2 separate regions of the Callithrix jacchus genome follow, and region 2 is linked to region 1. Evidence: chromatin contacts called from public Hi-C data. All regions are on one chromosome and are shown on one strand. Each heading gives the region's core, a stretch centred on a gene start, on an enhancer-like site or on the middle of the called end of the contact. The rest is flanking DNA. Distances are from core to core; before and after follow the strand shown. Region 1 holds the start of KCNMA1 (potassium calcium-activated channel subfamily M alpha 1). Region 2 overlaps KCNMA1 (potassium calcium-activated channel subfamily M alpha 1).

Evidence for each region. Hi-C and Micro-C count contacts between places; a contact is called where the count stands out from the background.
Region 2: a contact with region 1 is called in a Hi-C map of skeletal muscle, with 4 times the contacts expected there. The contact joins the enhancer-like site here to the promoter of KCNMA1 in region 1. A contact is called at or near these places in 2 of 3 Hi-C or Micro-C datasets (both in skeletal muscle).

What each region holds. Positions count from the first base shown.
Region 1 is chr12:52,546,467-52,551,961 of calJac240_pri, reverse strand. It overlaps KCNMA1 (potassium calcium-activated channel subfamily M alpha 1), which reads right to left and starts at 2,796. Exons shown (of 29, transcript XM_078345518.1): 1 at 1,568-2,796. The coding sequence starts at 1,933.
Region 2 is chr12:52,940,093-52,945,587 of calJac240_pri, reverse strand. All of the region lies in intron 3 of KCNMA1 (potassium calcium-activated channel subfamily M alpha 1), which reads right to left. Among named protein-coding and RNA genes, the nearest start is that of KCNMA1, 390 kb to the right of the region's middle. Within about 2 kb of position 2,432, at least 1 of the 16 cell types and tissues checked has an H3K27ac peak or open chromatin away from gene starts, as enhancers often do. A contact at or near this core is called in skeletal muscle, where this site is marked.

The DNA.
Region 1 (5,495 bases), core at 1,547-4,046:
ACAAATAAAAAGGAATTTCTACAGCTGAGAAGGTAATTCCAAAGAAAGCTCTCTGGCCAACACCTGCAGGCCTCCGAGAAGCCAGAGAATGAGGATAAGAATGATGGTTTTCATATTTCTCCCTTTGTTCCAATACACCGGTATTTTCCAAAACACAAATGTGCTGCCACAAAACACAGCTGAGCTCCAGCACCCAATAGGATGTATAATTAACGATCAGGAGAGAGAGCCTCGGTTCCCCCTGGTGTTTTCATAGCCAGCCTTCACCCATAGCCCCTGACTTCCCTACTTCTCTCAGCCCCCAAGGAGGCTTCTACAAGTTGCTGTGCCCTATGGAAGTTTGAGGGGGTCCTCAGATTAACCTTAGTAGAAAAGATGTGAACATGTGGGGACTGCGATGTGCATCCACCTTGCACTATTCACCTGGATATCCCTTCCCTCCAAAACGGTTAGTGCTGTGAAGTCCCATCGGATGGGAATTCCTCAGAAAGAAGGCAGCTGGGTCACTCTCTTTTTTCCAGTTCGTTCTTCTTTATTCTGCAATTTTCTATCAAACACCATCGGGTCCCCCATTCCAGCCAGCGGCTACGGGGAAGGGAGGACATCTCTAGGGACACGAGTACAGACCAGGCAGTGAGCCTAGCAACCATACATCGAAGGTGTCGCGTATGCTGGTGGGCGTCGGCGCCAGGAATAGCTAAAGCCGACGACATCTAGCCACCTCGAGCGCCAGGGAAGAAACTCCGCGTAAAACCGCGGCCTCAGGCGGACCCCCGCTCCAGCTTCGCGCTGCTGGGCATTTCCGGGGACCCAAAGTGGGTGGCCTGGGGGCAAAGGAACAGAGGCTGAAGAACTTGGCGTATGTTCCACTAGAACACCTAAGGGACGGAGTGGGAGGTGACAACAGATTTGCGACCTCGACACGTTCTGAATGTGGCAGCCTCATGGGCTGCCCCCAATACTGGGATGGATCTCCCCAACTTCTCTCGCCCTCGAAGTCCCCCCACTACCTCGGGCCATGCTCCTCCCCCGGGATTCCCTTGTGCAAAATTATTCTCGCCCCTGCCCAAAGAATTTTCTTTTCTATCTGATCCCACAAACTCATTTCCCCAACAGGTTCCTAAAGTATGGGCGGATGTGCTCCCTCTCGCCCACCGACAGGAGCCGTGACCCGACAGGTGAGCGGTGCAGAACACGCACCCAGCGGCCCCCAGCTTCCTCCGTCCAAGCGGGGTTGGCTCTCCCCACCCCGCACCACGGCACCCGAGCCCGAGGGTCCCCCACCCCTGCCCCAGCCGCAGCCAACAACCCTACAATAAACAAGAAGACAGGATTGGGCATCCGCGTCCGGGAGCGCACTGGCTGGGGGCAACTCCTCACCCTCGGCGCGCCGCCCGCTGCCCGGATCCGAGAGCACCGGGAGAGCGGAGGAAAGGGAAGGCGGCCGGGGGAAGGCAGGCGGGATGAAGGGAGGCACGGCGCGGCACCGAGCGAGGAGGTGGGCTGCAGGGGAAGCCGAGAAACGGCGGAGCTGGCGCAGAGGGCGGGCGCCCGGGGCGCGCGTTACCTTCGTCTTGCCCCCGCAGTGGCAGCACACGGTCCACAGGTACTTGAGCGTCCGCCAGAGCAAGATGATGAAAAGGCCCCCGAAGAAAGTCACCATGGAGGAGGCTAGGAAAGCCCACCACATGCGTTGGCCCCGGCTGTCGCACGGCACCTCCATGGTCACCGGGATGATGAGCGCATCCATCTTGGGCTCGTGGACCGAGGACGAGGAGGAAGAGGAGGAGGAAGAAGAAGAGGAAGAGGAGGAGGAGGACGCGTCTAGGCTGAGATGGTTCGCGTGGATATTGCTACTCATTCTAAGACTGCTGCCTCCGCCGCCGCCGCCGCCGCCGCTGTTGCCGCCGCCGCCGCCGCCACCATTTGCCATAGCTAGCAACGGGCAGCCGGCGCAGGGGCTCGGGGGAGCTCCTCCCGCCGCCAGCGCCACCCCGAACACCCATCAACAGCCATATTGCTGCTACTGCTGCCGCCGCTGCCGCCGCGGAGCGCGGGAGGGGGGCGGGGAGGCGCCTGGGCTCGGGGCGCTGTGCGCGACCTGGCGGGGTGCGCCGAGATATATACAGCGAGCCGCCGCCGCCCGCCCTCCCCCCGGCCGCCGGCCCGCCCGGGGGGGAGGGGGATGGAGCGCGCGGGCAGCTCCCCCTCCCCGGCCCGCGCCCCGCTAGCCCCGGGTTGCGCTGGCCCCGAGCGCCGAGAGCCAGGGGGCGCCGCGGGCCGCCCGCGCCCGGGGTCTGCGCCGCCCCCGGGCCCGCCCTGGCTCCTCGCGCGGGCCCGGGTGTCCTCGGCGCCGCGCCGCCTGCTGTGCGCCACTGGTGTGCGCTGCGCTCCGGCCGGGGACCCCCCTTCCCCGCGCGCCTCCCGCAAGGCTAACGAGCCGCTCTAGGCTTATTAGGCGGCAACTCGTTAATAATGGATAATCGGCCCCCTCAGCCCGGGCGCCCCCACCCCAGCCCTCCTCCCCCGGGCTGCTCTCGGCTCTGGCTTGCCGCCCCAGTGCGCGCCCGGCCGCGGCAGGTTCACCGCGTCCGGCCGCCGGGCCGTGGCCGCCTGCTAGCCCATGCTCCCGGGACCCCCGAGTCCTGTCGCCACGCTGGCAAGCGTCCTCGGCCTCGGCTCGCTCTTCCTCCTCGCCGCCTCCGACTCCTCCTCGTCCCCGTCCTTGCCGCCAGAGCCTCTTCGGCGCGCGCCCCGCGCTCCCCTCAGCCGCCAGCAGCTGCAGCTGCAGCAACTGGAGCGGGCGCGGGCTCTGGACGCCCGAGGCGGGAGGGGAAGAGGCTCGCCGCGCTAGTTCGCCTGGGCTCCGGACTGGGCACGGGCGGGCAGGGCCCCACCGCAGCTGCCTGACAGGCTCCCCAGACTCCCAGGGCGCAAGGTAGAGCGCCCCCAGCCCAGGTGCAGGGCCAGACGCCTCTCTCCAAAGTGCTGCGCCCCCAACCGAGCGCGGTGGGGTACCCCAGGAGGATGGCGGGGCGCCCTGGGCAGGCCGTTTTTTCCCAAAGAGCCCCAGAGGGGAGGGAAGGAGTGGCCATATGTCAACTAGATTCCACAGGCTGAGCGCCCCAGAACTTTCGGGCTTCGGGAGTGAGGAGGACCCTACGCCAGGATACACACAGCTACCCACCCCTACTTCGCTCTTCTCCCTGCTTCCTATGTGCCCAGTGTCCCGCGTGTGGTTGGAGGGCAGGGTCAGGGAGGCCGGCGGGTGGTCTGTGGCCTCTGACAGCAGCAGGTGGTTTTCTCCTTTTCCTTTATTAGCGACAAAGGCTGCCCAATAGAGAGTAGGCAGAGATCATCAGGGCGAGCTGGCTGGGGTCGTGCAGGCCGGATAGACAACAGAGTTCCCTAAAGGGTTGCTTTCCTCTTGTATAGTCCCGGACTTCATCCATCATGTGAGGAGGACAGATGGGGGAAGGGGGACTTCAGGCTTCATTCCAGCTCACTGCTCCCTATTTAGGGTCTTCCCTTTTCCCACTTAAGATGAAGAAGTCCGTGTTTGTTCCTTAGCCTCTCTCAGTACACCACCCGGGGAATCCCCCTTCCGACACTTGCAGAAATTTTGCACCCCCTGGACACTGTCCCTCCTCGTGCTACCAGCTGGACCACAAGTTTTCCCAGCGCTGATTAAATTGAAGATGATCACGCTCTCCCCTCATTGCTGCAGTGGTTTCCCCAAAGTTTCCAGCTCTTTAGTTTAGGCCTAACTGGAATTCTCAGGTTCCTTTCAGCTCTTCCCGTGGAAAAGGCCCAAGTTAGCATCCTTAGCTTTACACCTGCAGCTGTCTCCTCGGAGTCTGATCAGCTCTGCCCTTGTCCTTGGAGGTCTCTGGAAGGAAGAGCGGCAAGGGAGGCTGAGCTTGGCAAAGAGGCTGAAGACAATGTTTGAAGCCTCCCTCTTGCTTGATTCAGAATGCATTCATTGGGTTTAGGGTACACTTCCACTAAGAGTCAAGGCACAAGTCGAAGGAGAAAATGGAATGAGGTAAGAGTTCTTGAGTACTTAGTTCTCAAAAAGCAGTATATGTAGGAGGGAGCTGCAGAGAGTGTTCTCCAGAAAATGGAATTGTGTGAGCCTCCTCTCTGTACCGTCCCATAGTACCTCCAACCTTGGCCTCTGTGTTCAGCCACTCTAAATGCATCCCTGCCACACCAGTCCCAAGCATGCAGAGGCCCTAGGGCTGAGGGAGCTGGACCCAGGAGTGCTGTGGGGATGCACAAGAAGGTGACTGTGGCATTGAGGTTCCTTTATTTATTAGCCTTCTCAGTGGCTGTACTTTGCTGTCTTTGTACCATATCATATGCCAAGAAAGTTAAGGACATTCCTTAAATCAAGGCCAAGATTCGAAATTTAAAAATAAGGCACTCAGAACATACAAAGAGTAGCAAAGGATAGGGCTGTCTCCTCAGTGGGATATGAAACCTCCAGAATGGATTCCCTTACCCAAACAATTGAAATTTTGCAAAACAGAAGATGTAGGGCCTTTTCAGACATCCCCTACAGCCTGGATTCCCCTGAAATGCTAGTCTGTAGCTACTGGTAAGCAGCTGATGGCTTTGGCTTCTGTAACCCCAGCTGCAGAATCCATAGCTTTTTCTCCTCCTTCATCACCTTCATCACCTCAGCATCTTTGGAGAGGGTGTTGGGAGGCCCCTCAGATGGGGGCTGCTGCTTCTGCTTCCTTCATCACCCCTGCCTCTGCTGATTGAAGCTCTTAGCAAGCTGCAGAATCCATAGCTTTTTCTCCTCCTTCATCACCTTCATCACCTCAGCATCTTTGGAGAGGGTGTTGGGAGGCCCCTCAGATGGGGGCTGCTGCTTCTGCTTCCTTCATCACCCCTGCCTCTGCTGATTGAAGCTCTTAGCAACTTCTACACTATCCAAGATCTCGGCTCAGGATTCATCAGAGAACATTGTTGAAGTCAGTGTTTTCCCCCTTCCTACAATCCCCAGTCTCTCACCACCTCCCTGAATGGCCTAGCTGGTAGGCACTGAGAGAGTGCCACCATCCACCAGAAACAGACATTGCCAGACCTTTGCCCAGTTCTCTCTGGCCATTTCCACATTGTTAACAAAGTTTTGCACCACTTCCAGAAAACTTGGCACCTGGCATTACCAATCGAGGAAAAGCCTCTGCACAGACAAAATGGAATCTCAAACTTAAAAGGAAACGTAGGTATCTTTGATATGATGTGTTTCTTATTTATACAATCAAAATAAAACCAGAAACTGCCCTGCCTACCTCTAAGGGTTATGTGTGAGGATGAAAAAAAAAGGCTGGGTGTGGTGGCTCACGCCTGTAATCCCACCACTTTGGGGGATTGAGACAGGTTGATAACCTGAGGTCAGGAGTTTGAGACAAGCCTGGCCAAAAGGGTAAAACCCCATCTCTGCTAATAATACAAAAATTAACTGGGCATGGTATCACATGCCT
Region 2 (5,495 bases), core at 1,183-3,682, 390 kb before region 1:
GAAGACAATATTAGTTTGTACTGTTGCACTCTCAGCAAACAGATCTCTTAAACCAGCAATACTTATTGTCAGATAAAAGAATGGAAAAGGCACATGCTTTTCCAAAACTCAGGAGAAAAGCAAGATTATTAAGCTGTCTTAATATATTTGTTGTGTCCATTGTTTTGAATGCTGAGTTGCTGAAGTGCATATCTCCCAAAGCCAAGTTATCAGACGGGGCTTAAAATAAAATGTTTATTTTTATTTTGTCATTTGAAACAATTAGACCACATTGAAGGGGTGTAATACAAGGCATCTGTCTCTGAGCATATTTTCTTATCTGTGAAAATTTCCAGAAGGATGGGGCTGTCAGAAAGAAAGAAATAGAGCCAATTTCTCCAGCAGGCAGGGCTGGCATAGTGCCTGGGGCCCCTGTACTTATGGGGCACACACACACAAAAAAATCTAAATTTTAACTTTTTTAAAATCAGAAGAAAATAAATAAATATAATAATAAATAATCATAATAATGAATCCAGGCTGAGCACAATGGCTTACACCTGCAATCTCAATACTTTGGGAGACTTAGGTGGGAGGGTTGCTTGAGCATGGGAGCTTGAAACCAGTCTGGGCAACACAGTGAGACCCCATCTCTACACGAAAAATTTTTTTTAATTAGCTGGGCATGATGGTGCCCACCTGTAGTCCCAGCTACTCTGAAAGCTGAAGCAGGAAGATTACTTGAGCGCTGCAGCCAGAAGTTGCAGTGAGCCATGATTGCACTCCAATCTGGGCAACAGAGTGAGACTCTTTCTCAAAAAAGAAAAAAGAAAAAAAAAAAGCCAGCCGTGGTGGTACATTCCTGTAATCCCAACTACTCAGGAGGCTGAGACCAAAAGATAGCTTGAGCCAAGGAGGTCAAGGTTAGAGCGAGCTATGATCATGCCAGTTACACTACAGCCTGAGTGACAGAGTGAGACTGTGTCTCTAAAAACAATAATAAATCCAGCCTGGTTTATATTCATCCTTAGATGAATGCAGCCACAAAATAAAACTTTTAATATTCTTAGGGAAGAATTGGCTCGACGAGGCCTACATACCTAGAGCCCATGGAAATCGCAACACGGAGCTGGGGGCAAATGCTGGTCTTCAGACCAACATCCATGTCCACACTGTGGCCTGTTTGCGAGCAGCACAAGCTCATTTTACTGCCAGCTTTCCTCCCCATCACACCCTTGTGATGCTCTGCACGTAACAAGTTCAGAACAAGGCCCCTGTAAAGCACATCACACACTGACCTGTTTCAAGAAGATGGCTTGGATGCCTTTCAGATACTTCTGGAAATTTCCAAATAAAAATTTCCAAATGTCTTAATCACCTACAATTGGACAGCAGGTATTACTGCCACTGGATAGAGTCTACTTCTCTGATTATTTTATGCCACCCCTGAAGCATTCTCAATCCCTAATCTCAGTGGCTGATTTCAAGGCAAGGTTTTGCTTGACTTAGTGTATATAGAAAATCACAAAGCCCGAGTGCAGGCCACAGTGAGAGTCTCCTCTTGTGGACTCTTAGAGTTGGGGGCAGACTGAGTGTTCTGCCTATTCAACTCAAAATCTCCCCTAGAGCCAAAACATTTTATAGTATCCAGCTATCTTTTCAACCCCTCAACCTTCAGCACTTATGGTTTGCAATGCTCATATTAGTAATTGATATACTGCTTAGTGATGCTTTACTTGTTCTTGTTTTGTTATCTTATTTTTCTTGTATATATGGCTGGACTTCCTGCCTCTTGTAAAAATATGCATCATTTAAATATCTTAATGGAAAAGATCTAACTTTATACATAAGTACTCAAAATCCCCCAGTACCTAGCAAAATGCCTTATACACAGTTGGTACTCAGTGGAGAGCTATTACCTGATTGGTACCTTTAAGGCCACAGGTACAGACAGCTGTCAGTCTCATCTCTGTTACTGTGATGAGCCTAATGGCCAATTCCCCCATGGTCTGCTTCACCACTTAATTTCTTGGCAGGACATGATGTTTCCTACACACACACTCACTCTCTTTCCTCTCTCTCCTCTCTCTCCTCTCTCTCTCTCTCTCTCTCTCTCTGTCTCTGTCTCTTTCTCTCTCTCTCCCCTCCAAATTCTATGAACAAAGATGTATGCATCAAAAAGTCCCAAGGGCATCATTGCTTTGAGAGTTCTATTTTTAAGCCACAAATGACTCATCACCAACCAGGGTCTTCCCAAAGCTACAAGTGTCAGGCTGTCAGGTCAAAAGACAAGGGGTAAAAGACAAGGAAGAGGTCACATCTCCTCCAGCCCATGAACTCCATGATAAAGCTGTAAAAGCTGCCACCGCTCTGCACACCACCCCCCTGCCCCTGTCACAGTTGTGTTAGGCACAAGCACTGCCCTTGTGTTTGGATTAAACTGTTCTGAGCTATAACATTTCGCTCCAGCTGGCTCCTATCCTGATCTCTAAGCAGTCTCTGAATGCATATCTGCCTGTGACTTTAGGGAGAAGACTGGTGCCATGTGACAGGGAGAAGATACAGCCCTCTGGTGGTATAAACTCAGGCTTGTTGCAGAGGACAGAAGTAAGTAGTATGTCTGAAAGGGAATGCATTTTCTTCATTTGCCCTGAAACAATTATTCTTTTAAAAAGAGTAAGAGAGGGCTAAGAGAGTACCAGATTGTCCAAAGCATTCTTTTTAACTTCTGGAGAGTAGCACGAAGGGAATAAATTTTGGAGAGCAGAATAGATAGAGATGTATAGACATAGTTATCAGATAGTATTTCCACAGGGGAAACAAATGAGCAGTTGGATAAAACGTCCTCAGAAGTTATGCATAACGAATTTCAAACAATGTGTTCAGCTCTTCAATATCTGCAGCCCTGTACCCTTCCATAATGGAGCTGAACTCTTAACTCTTACCTGTCCCCACCTCCATGCTGAAATAGTACAGAAAAAGAGAGTGAGACTGTGGGAATGGAGAGAGAGAGAGAGAGAGAGAGAGAGAGAGAGAGAGAGAGAGAGAGAGAGAGAGAGAGAAAGTAGTAGGATCATGAAATCAAGGAATTCAAAGTCTCTTATCAATGAGGATGAAATAAACTAATCCCATGCAGCCACCTGGCTGGATTTTATCTTTTCCACCTGGGATTATGTTTGTTCTTTCCCATGGCCCTAAAGCTTGCCCCATGACAAGGGCCTGGAAGTGCTGAATTGGCATAAAAAGACAATATATGCTTTGCTATTCAATATGTAGGTTATTATGTCTTTATTCATATTTGTATTTAGTAGAAAGAACCCAGGAGATCAAGTAGAAAAGGATTGGGAGAGAAGAGCTCTGTCTTCTGGTTCCAGCTCTGTCCCCCAGCTTGTCAGGTGACCTTGAGGAGCTCCCTCACCCTCATTCCTCAGGAAAGGATGCTGAGACACAGGAACAGTGGCAACAGTTGGGCTCCAGGACTTCTTTCACTCTAACATTGTATTCTACAGTTGTCTTTTGTAGCAGACCTGAAAGGTTCAGCCCAGTCCTTCCTCCCTCTCCCAGCATAGTCCTTGATTTGCCCAATGAAATGCCAAAGATAAGGAGTTCCCTTAATGCTTCTAGATGTCATTGCCCACAATGCCTAGGTACCCCTTGTGCAATGAGAAATAAGCAAGGACACAGGATTTCCTCACCAATGTAGAAGGGAGAAGGAGGAAGGGCGCTAATGCTCTGAACTTTGACATAAATAAAACCAATCTGTTTGACAACCAAAGAACAGATCCTGCCCTCAAAATCTACCCAATGGAGACAAGGACGTATATAGAAGTCGACTCTCTTCCTTGGCATACTCTCCACCTGTCTTCTCTACCAGGCTTTCATTCGATTCATGAACAAATGGCAATGTGGAAGGCTAGATGAGCTAGGAAGACTGAGTTAGAGTTACTCTCATATCAGAGAACCAAGTGTTGCTATTAAAGGGTAAAATCTGAAGGGGGACAAGGACTTCCCACTGGAGTTATTTATAGCCTCTTTGCCCTTAAGGCATCTCCTCTCCCACCATCCCTCAGTGGGCTCAGCTCCTCCACCATCTGACATTTCATTCTTTCAACAGCTGCTGGCTCTCCTGTCATGTTCCCTTCACAGATGTGCAGGGCCGTTCTGAACATCCTGCCCTTGAACTTTCCCTATCCATAATTTTCCAAACCAAAGCCTGGCAATAAAAATGTCAGTGAGGGATGGAGAAAATTGAGGGGAGTATTTTAAAAGGAAAAAAACCAGGGAGATGCTTTGCACACACAGTGATATGTGTTGACTTCTTCAACAAAGGTTAAATGCAAGCCGTGACTTCTCAAAAAGGGCACGAAGGCGGAGAGCTGGAGCTAATTTTCCAGAACACTACCTAGAAAGGCTGTGTTCCATAAAGGAATTGGTTACACAGTATGCTGGTGAGCTTCCTTCTCTATGTCATGGGCTGTCCATCTGGTCGCACTGCAGGATGGGGTGTGCTAAAGGGGATAGGGAAAGCTGGTATGCATCGTCCTTTACAATTTAAAATGCACTGTCATGAAAGGGATGGGATCTGTGCTAGCCTCACAGCTCTCCCAGGTGTCTGTCTTGGGGCTGAGCATGGGAGAGGCAGTGGGTCTACACCTGTACCCAGTTAGTTAAAACAATGTTGGAGAAGGAAGCCAGATACTTTATGTCATTTCAAAAACCTCCATCCTATGTGGCCTCCATTCTTTGGGGCCAAACTTTCCTGAAGTCCATTAGTTTGATAATAGCAATTCTCTAGGCATATAAATATTGTGCAACATAATGCAAAACTATAATAAATCGACTAATTCTGCAACTCTCTAAAAGAGATAAAAGAATGTATCTCATGGGAAACAGCATTTCTCATATCTATTTCAGTATGCCAAATCACAGGTACAGACTAGGTAAGGGGAGGAAGACCAAAGAGTCTTTCTACTCAGAAAGACACCCCTAGGTGGTAGAAGCTCATGAGAAACAAGCAACTGTCCTTGTTCTTTGTTCACTTGATCCTATCCCATTGCAAAATGCTGCCACTCTACTGAGATAAAAGAGAAGTATGTCTTATTAAGCCATTATGAGGGAGGACTGAATCAAGGCCCAAGCAGACATCAGACCACACCCGACCCAGGTCAGTCTCTTACATGGAAGGCCTGTGATACGAGCCTCCTATGTACCCACAACTGCACTCTTGATTCTCAGGGTGAGAAATGGGGAAAAGAAGAACAAAAGAGAAAACAAAACCAATGCATTGGCAGGATGAGGTGATGCAACTTCCCATTCATGCAACATCTCATTAAACCCCATCAGTTACTTCCAAAATCCGGAAATTTACTTCTTGACACTTAGAAGAGAGATGGCTTTAGAATGAGCCTTGCTGGAATCAAATCCTGGCTCTACTGCTTACTAGCTGTATGGCTTGGGCTCTGTCTGCAGCTTCGGCCTCCTCATCTGTAAAGTGGGAATCGTAATACCTTATCCTA